2 separate regions of the Sus scrofa genome follow, and region 2 is linked to region 1. Evidence: chromatin contacts called from public HiChIP or PLAC-seq data. All regions are on one chromosome and are shown on one strand. The core of a region is the stretch at or near the end of the contact, and the rest is flanking DNA. Distances in the headings are between cores, read along the strand shown.

Region 1 (4,595 bases), core at 1,285-3,784:
AGAAAGAGTGGCTGCAGATGGAGCCCGAGGTCCCTGCAGGCCCTGCCTGTGCTTGAGCCCCGGCCTGTAGGGACCCTGGAGGGGCTGGAAGGGGGGTTTGGGGGTGGGGGTAACCCCAGGTGCGGCCTTTGCATCCCAGGCCTGGCCTTGATTTGGCCACAAACTGCTGGGGCAGTGGGCCTCTTGGGGCTGCCCCTGCGGTCATGCTTCTGGCCAGAAACCCATTCCGGGCCCTTTGGGATCAATATCTGGAGTGACATGCTCTCTGGAACCCAGTTATGCCTGTGGCGAGGACACAGGGACAGCAGGGCTGCCTATGGCGACGTGGCTTGCAGAGGCCTCAGGCTGGCCTCCGTGGCCTGGGGGCCTGTGGCAGCTTTGGGGGCCCGGCACCTTTCCCCAGAGTGCTCTTCCTGTTCTCCGTGGCGCCCACGGCCCTCAAACGGTGAGGAGCCACCCTTTCGTGCTGGGCTCAGCTGGGCTCCATCACTCCTCCAGACGAGCGCGGTCTGTCCTTGGCTGCAGAGGGCAGAGCTGTGCAGTGACACAGCGGCGACGTGAGAGGAAAGCCAACCTGGAGTCCGGAGGGACAGGCAGGCAGCAGCGTTTTCCTCCGGTGCCCGAATCGCCAGCCTTTTCTCCATGTTTTCCCCTTACTGATATGAGTTCCAGCTGTTTGCCCCCACGAATGAGAAAGAAGTGTGTTTTTCTTCTTTAATGTGCTTGCAACCAGAGAGATTCATTTAAAATTCGTTCTGGCAGAGGCTGCAGCATCTGTTAGCATTTTTACCTGGGCCCCAGGGGCGAACGTTCCTACCTTGCTGGCTTCAGATGGTCGTGGATCCGCCTGCAGGCCGCGGCAGCTGGAATTAATGCAAGCCCGTTTCCCCCCAGGTCAGCAGACGGATTTGCCAGCCGGACCCCTGAAGCCAGGTGTGCACCCCCGGCTGGTGCCTGGTGCCCCTTCCCATCGTACCCGAATCCTGACAGTGCCCACTGCGTTGGTTCCTCCAGGTCGAGCCCGCAACTGGGAGCCTAGGAGAGTACCCACTTTCCTCCTGGGACGCAGGGGGTGCCCGGCGATCCTGCAGTCCCCAGAAACCCACCAGAGGGAGTTTACAAGGCGAGGCGGCCACTGGTTAAAAACCAGCAGAGTGTAAGGTGGCCGCGGATGGGGCCTGGGTGGATCCCGTGGCTCTTTCTACTGCACTCTTATCTCAATCTTCTGGTGGTTTACGTTTTGGTCACGTACGTGTCATCCTGTTCTCAGACTTTCGTTTTCAGCAATCTGGAAAAAAGGCCCTCAGCCTCAGTCGTCCGTAACCTCCCGTTACATGCAGCTTAAGAAATAGATTACATACAGCATTTTTTTTTTCCAGCATCAAATTTCCATGGAGATTTGCTTTTTAAAAAATATCTAGCTCTGCTGTGTAGAACTAGCAACTATATCTAGTCACTTATAATGGAGCATGATAATGTGAGAAAAAAGAATGTATACATGTATGTGTAACTGGGTCATCATGCTGCATGGTAGGAAATTGACAGAACACTGTAAACTAGCTATAATGAAAAAAAATCATCTTATATATATCTATATCTATAGATATATATAAACCCACGTCGAGCCCTCATTTGATCTCTTAGGAGGGAGTGGGCTGGGGGAGGATGCAGGTGCTGCAGTGGCCACCAGGGGGCGCGGGAAACCCAGGCCTGTCCCGGGATGAAGTCCCTTTCTTCCCATGTGGGTGCGTGTCTGCAGGGGGGTGGCCTGGTTCTAGATGGGGTGCAGGGGCATGAATGGAGAGGGACTGTTGCACAGGAGCCTCTTCTCCTTGAACGCAGCCACCTGGTGTTGCACAGGACACTCTGATGGAAAACGAACCTGCCAGTAGTGGGCGCGCTTCAGAAGCCACGGCAGTGGGAAGTGGTGTTCAGGCGGTGGGTCCTGAGTCACCAAAGAATCACATGTGTCATCAGGAGAAGGGCAGATCTTTCTGGAACCCTGGGTCTGAGGAGTCCCTGGTCAGGCAGGCTCCCCCTCGCTTCCCCAGTGTGTGAGGGGGGCCAGGTCGTGAGGCCTAGGGTTAGGGTTAGGGGGTTAGGGTTAGGGCACTGGCTGTGGGCTTGGTTGTCCAGGTGGACAGGTGAATGAGGTCAGGGCCCTGGGCTTCAGTCCTGGAGACTTTGCCCCCACGGATGTTGGGAACATCTGGGGATGTTTTTCACGGGGAGAGGCCAGGATGCTGCCAACACTGTGGGTTCCAGCACAGCCCACAGCTAACAGGTGTCCAGAGCTGAGGCTGGGGAGCCCGGGTCCTGAGGGACTGCCTGGAGTGGGCCCCCCCGGGCCAGGCGAGCTCAGGCCACCCTCCAGGCCCGTCCCCTGTGCAGCTGCCTCTCCCCTTGGCTCTGGGACACCTGATCTGCCCCTTTCCTCGTGCTTCCTGGATTCCACCCGCCATCACCCCACGCATACCTGCAGGCACCTGCCCTGTGCCAGGCTGGGGTGAGGGGAGAGAGATGGGGTGTTGCCCTTGGCAGCAGAGTTATGCAAGGAGCGGACCCCGTGATGGCTGAGTGGGTGACCAGTACAGGCCTGGACTGGAACCATTGTTCAAAGATAAGAGAGTCACCCTGGGAAAGTGTGGACACTGAAAGCGGAAGTTGAATGTTCTCTGAGAGAGAAGGCATGTGATTTAAGGACGCAATCGTTGCCACACGGAATTGGGGGTGACCGAGAGGGTGCGGTAGGGAAGCAAAGATGAGGGGGGCCTCAGTGGGGACCTTGAACACGACTCCGGTCTTATATGAGCAGGTGGAGCCCATGTGAGCTTCTCGGGGCCGTCGCTGTGCCACAGACAGGCTAGACAACCGGCACTCGTCAGTCCTGGGTCCGAGGTTGGGGTGCTGGCTGCGTTGGGTCCTGGGGAGGGCCGATCCTGGCGATCCTCCAGGGCCGGGGGCCCCCTCATGACCTCACTTAACCCTCGTTACTTCCGGAGAGGCCTGTCTCCAGATGCAACCACACGGGGTGTGGGGGTTCGATGAACAAATCTGGGGACCCAGAGTCTGCGTAACAGGGCAGCAGACCGGACGCAAAGGACCTGCACGAAGTAAAGCAGAGACCACAGGAGAGAGACGGCTGGAAATGGACATCCATGTAAGCCGTGCACTTGCATTCGTGCTAGAATCTGCCTGTTCAGAGACAAAGATGTTTACAGACATGGGGGAGGAGTTCCCATCCTGGCGCAGGGGGTAACAAGTCCGCCTAGGAACCATGAGGTTGCAGGTTCGATCCCTGGTCTTGCTCCATGGGTTAAGGATCCGGCGTTGCTGTGAGCTGTGGTGAAGGCCAGCAGCTAGCTACAGCTCTGATTGGACCCCTAGTCTGGGAACCTCCATATGCCGCGGGTGTGGCCCTAGAAAAGACTAAATAAATAAATAAATAAATAAATAAATAAATAAAGACACGTTACAAATAAACATAACGACACAAGTGAACTTGCGGGGAAGGAAGAGAGCTGACCGACGTGGGGTGGGGTGGGGGGACTTCCAGTCCCGACCCTCCACGTTCACCGTGCAAGTCCAACCTCCGCAGCTCGGAAGGAGACCCGACTTGGAGAGACGGTGTGTACCGAGGCGGCAGAGGCACGGTGAGGTTGCTGGGGTGGCCCTCACGCACTTAATGACCCAGTCTTTACCATTGGCTTTGGGGGTGGTCGTGAGGGCGCGGCAGGGAAGCAAAGACGCGGGGGTCTCTCCCGGTGTCCTCCTGTAAAGGGGAGGTTTGGACACGGGCACACACGCAGGGAGACCCCGGGTGGAGACGAGATGGCCGTCTGTGAGCCTTGAGAGAGCCTTCGGGAGGAACCCACCCTGCCCACGCCTTGACCTCAGACTTCCGGCCTCCAGAACCCGGAGACTTCCCGTTTCTGTTGCTTAAGCTGCCCAGTCTGTGGTGCTTTGTTCCCACAGCCCTCGCGAATGACTCACCTGTCTTGGGCTTTTGTTTTTACTGTTTTGTGGACTTGTGTGTGTGGAGGAATGGAAGAGACCTGAACACATTCACAGGCTGCTGGACAGGCAGAACCTAGAAGTACTGGTGAGATACGTGTGACCCAGCCCATGCTGGAATGTTACGCAGCCCTGAAAAGGAAGGAAATCCTGACACCGGCCACCGCATGGCTGAACCCGAGGACACTGTGCTCCATGGAATAAGCAGACACAGAGGGACAAATACTGTCTGATCCCACGTATATGAGGTTCCTAGTCGAAGTCACAGACACAGAAGGGAGAATGGTGGGTGCCAGGGGCTGGGGAGGAGCGGCGGGAAGTTACTGCTTAATGGGGACAGAGGTTCAGTTTGGGAAGGGAAGTTCTGGACGTGGAAAGTGGTGGTGGTTGCACAACAGTACCCAAGTGTCAAGTTCCCCTAAACTGTGCCCTTCAAGGTAGGTTAGGATGGTGGCTTTTGTGTTATATACACTCGATGACAATTTAAAAAAACAGTAAAGGAGTTCCCTCATGGCTCAGAGGGTTAAGGATCTGGCGTTGTCACGGCTGTGGCTCTGGTTACAGGTGTGGCTTGGGTTCAG
Region 2 (4,083 bases), core at 300-2,799, 100 kb after region 1:
TTTAATTCTCTAAACATGCTTTATTTACATTCCATAAATTCGATCTTGTATTTTCATTATTATTGTTTCCCAGAAATCCTGTAATTTCTTTCTTTCCGTCTTCCTTCCCTTCCTTTCTTCCCTCTCTCCCTCTATACTTCCTTCCTTCCTTCCTTCCGGCCATCCCTGCAGCATATGGAAGTTTGCAGCCTAGGGTTTGAATCGGAGCCGCAGCTGCCTGCCTCTACCACAGCCACAGCCACGCAGGATCCGAGCTGTGTCTGCGACCTACACCACAGCTCATGGCAACGCTGGATCCTTAACCCCCTGAGCAGGGCCAGGGATCGAACCTGGGTCCTTATGGATGCTAGTCTGGTTCATTTCCACATGAACCACAATGGGAATGCCAAAAATTCTGTAATTTCTCTTCGTTTCCCTCTGATGCAAAAGTTGTTTAACAGGGAAGTATAAAATGCCTAGGTGCAGGCCTTTTTCAGTTTTGTGATTTTATCAACCTCTAGTTTTATTTCACTATGATCAAAAATATTTTCTTCATTATCTCTCCATTTTGAAATTAACAGAAATCCTTTTATGGTTTATAACTCGGCTAAGTTTTGTGAATGAAGCTAAAGCAACGGAAACGGTAAAGCCTGGAAAACCATCATAGACCCTTTTTCTCCCCTTAACTTCTTTAAAATACGTGTGGCAGTTGAAAGCAAGGATTCTGGCATCTGGTTGATTAACTATGGAGATGTGACGCATGTGACGGCTGTAAGGTAACAGGACAGGATAAAGACACCAATACAGTTGAGAGGCTTCTGAAGTTAGATGGTAAAATATTAGCTGTACGCAGGCCGTGACGTGGTCGGCAAGCATGTTGTAATCCTGGGAGCAACCGCTAATAACGCAAAAAGACAGAGCCCCAAAAGACGAAAGATCATTTAAAATGGAATACTAAAAAAAAAAAAAAAAAAAAAAAAAAAAGAAAGAAAACTTAAATGACTCAAAGGAGGCTGTTCCCTGGTGGTCTGGTGGTTAGGATTCGGTGCTTTCGCCGCTGCCTCCTGGGTTCGATCCCTGGTCTGGAAACTAAGATCCCCCGAGAAGCTGCTGCACACCGTGGCCAAATTAAAAAAAAAAAATTACTCAAAGGAACCAGGAAAAGGGGAACATGGCCAAAGAGGGAACAAACATCTCCTATGAATCATGCATGTCTGCCTATTTGCCTTGTATTTCTGTACTTTCTGCTTTTTGAACATTTTACAAAACAATGTATTAATATTTAATGTTCACAACTACCACAAACTTTATTATAAAGCATAAGGCTAAAGGGCTCAGTATGCCTTTGCTTTCCTTCATTTTATGTGTTTTGGCTGAAAAACGACCTTGTCTCCTATTAAGACTGAAACCTCAGCCGTGTGTGTGTGTGTGTGTGTGTGTGTGTGTGTGTGTGTCTGTCTGTCTGTCTGTCTGTCAGTCTGTCTGTCTGTCTGTCTTTGGCTAGACTTTGACTTTTCTCCTTGTAAACGCCTGGGTGAATTTTGGCTGCGTCTCTGACTACAACCACAGAGTTGGCTTTGCTCCCTGATGGTAGCAGCCAGCCTCCACCCTGGCCCTCGGGGCCCCCCAACCTCTCGGCCTTCACCCCTGGTGGGGTTTCCTCCAGCATCAGCCGGAGCAGCAGTGCTGGCGGGACTGTTGGCATGGCGGGAGGCGGGGAGGTCTGTTGAGGTGACGCCATCTGATTTTTTTTCCTTTATCTTTTGTCTGGACCCCTAAAGGATTTTCACTTTGTAGGAAACTCTGCAGGGCCGGCCCAGGGCACTGGGTGGCGGGGGGTGGGGGGCTGTCTTCAATCTCAGCCCCTCCTGTCAATCCCCTCTGGCCAAAGCCCGAAGGATGCGGGATTTAGGGAAAACGCCTGGTTTCCAAACCCAGTCTGCTAGGACCAGACAGTCATGTGGCTTCCCTGAGCCCCGCCTGTAGAATGCGTCTAAGAACGTCTCTGGGGCCCCTTGCCCGCAGCTTTCAGGCTGGATCAGACAGGCTAGTGCAGGCGGAAGGCCATGCGAAGTGTCGCTGGGGCCCCATCGCGTGCTCTGCACACAGCCGCGCCTGCGTTCCCACTTGGACTTTCTGCTGCTTTGGCCACTTCATGGAGTCAGAAAAGCTACCCTGGGAGCCTGGGTGTCCTGTGCCCCAACGCAGAATTGTGCATGCATCCCTGTAGATGTCCCTTCAATGGGCTTTGTCTATTTGGGGCGTCTCTCCAAGCTTTGTCCAATTTGGTGATTTCATTAACTTGGCTCCTGAATCTTTGGTCACTGATGAAATTCTGGCCCCTTTAGGGCCCAGGACAGAACTTCAGGGAATGGAGCCTTCCATCCGGGTTGACAGCCATCACTTACCTGAGCTGATTATTCCCATGTGGGTTGCAATTATTCAGCCTTTCCCAAGTGGCCTCATTGATTCTGGCGCCTTCGGCACCACCCTGCCAGCCTGTCTGCCCAGCTCATGCCCATCACCAGGGGGTGCGGCCTGGAGGTTAATTTAGGTTAATTAAGGTCTGATGGTGGTGTCTGCTCCTGGGATGGTGCAATTAGCTGTGTTAATAGCAGGTAAGCCCTGGCTCCTGCTGTTGGAGGTCATTGGCGGCCCCCTTAGCTGGCTGGTCTCTGCCCTCCACATGCCAGCAGCATCCTCCCTCCTCCAGCCTGGACAACCCAAATGTCCCCAGGGGCACACAGTTGCCCTGCTTGGGGACCACCGGCCTGCCCAGTGCTGGCTTGGGGCCCACGCTGCTGGTTCTGCTGTTGACCCTGCTTCAGCGACCACGTGTCACTCCTCCTGGCCTGCTGAGGGGTATCGTGATGCTCGGCTCCCTCGCTTTCCCCCGGTCGGGAGCAAATATGAGGAGAGAGAAAAACCAGCACGGGAGCTGGTTCAGAACTCAGAAAGGCAGAGCAGGGCGGCCATGTCCCCGAGGATGTCCCCTGGGGACCCTGAGCCTGGCTGACACTCCAAACACTGATAAGGATGCCTGGCAGGAAGCAGCAGCCAACCAGAAAGGACTCACCTACGGCCCGAGGCATCGAGGGTGCGTCCTTGATTTCCTGGATGTCAGGATGGTTGGATGGTGAATTTGACGTGTCGGCCTGGTTGGGGCGCCACACCCAGATAGTGAGCTAAACACCAGTCCAAATGTTTCTATCAAGGTATATTTTAGACGAGATTACCATTTAAATCAACAGATTTTGAGGGAAGCAGACTGCCCTGCATAGCGAGGTGGGCCTCGCCCAATCAGTTGAAGGCCTTAAGAGAAAAAGACTGGAGTCCCTGAGGAAGGGAGACCTCTGCCTCCAGACAGCCTTCAGCCCTGGTTGCAGCACCAGCTCTTCCCTGGATCTAGCCTGCCACCCTGCCAGCCTGCCCTGCAGATTTCAGACTTGCCAGCGCCACAGTCACCAGAGCCAATTCCTTAAGACAAATTTCTCTCTCTGTCTCTGACTCTCCATCCCTCTGTCTCACTGTCTCTCTAGATAGATGGATAGATGGATAGATCTCCCAGGCAGGGCTCCTTCCCCCAGCAGCAGGACCAGGTGCCTTCTGAGGCTGCAGGCCTATACCCGGGCTCACATGTCACCTGAGTTTTAAGTCCCCACCTGGGAATCAGCCCTTTGCTGTTGCCCACACCTCCCTCCCTGTCCCCCTGAGGTGCCGCCCTAGCACAGGGCCTCACAGACCAGTGCACCTGCTCCTTGGCGAACACTGGCTGAATTGAGGAAGGACCCAGCCCACAACCAGAGGCCCAAGATGAGTGAAGTGGGGTCTTGTAAGACCCGCAGGCGTCTGGCCCTGACTCCGTGCCCTGAGCCTGGCAGGTGGTCCCTCTGCACCCTGGTTTTCTCCCCCAGCACCAAGAGGAGGCCCTTTGCAGTGCTGACGAAAGGTGCTCCCAGCTGTGGCCCTATGTCACCGGGAAGTGGGGAGGGAGACCCTAAGGCCCTGGGCAGCCAGGCTGCGCCCCCACTCACATGCGCTGTGGGCTGCACAGGTAATTGAAACGTGTGGTAGCCAACTGAAGGTTATGCAAGAAACAGGACG

Evidence for each region. HiChIP or PLAC-seq counts read pairs in DNA pulled down with a chosen protein or histone mark.
Region 2: an H3K27ac HiChIP or PLAC-seq map of alveolar macrophages shows a contact between it and region 1. The contact joins two enhancer-like sites. A contact is called at or near these places in 3 of 5 promoter capture datasets (fetal liver, fetal skeletal muscle and liver), 28 of 47 Hi-C or Micro-C datasets (adipose tissue, alveolar macrophages, blood and 14 more) and 2 of 2 datasets of contacts at active chromatin or transcription factors (alveolar macrophages and skeletal muscle).

The regions. Positions count from the first base shown.
Region 1 is chr18:2,865,052-2,869,646 of Sscrofa11.1, forward strand. No RefSeq gene overlaps it. Among named protein-coding and RNA genes, the nearest start is that of INSIG1, 31 kb to the right of the region's middle. Within about 2 kb of position 2,535, at least 11 of the 83 cell types and tissues checked have an H3K27ac peak or open chromatin away from gene starts, as enhancers often do. A contact at or near this core is called in alveolar macrophages, liver and retroperitoneal adipose tissue, where this site is marked.
Region 2 is chr18:2,967,547-2,971,629 of Sscrofa11.1, forward strand. No RefSeq gene overlaps it. Among named protein-coding and RNA genes, the nearest start is that of HTR5A, 64 kb to the right of the region's middle. Within about 2 kb of position 1,550, at least 3 of the 83 cell types and tissues checked have an H3K27ac peak or open chromatin away from gene starts, as enhancers often do. A contact at or near this core is called in alveolar macrophages, liver and retroperitoneal adipose tissue, where this site is marked.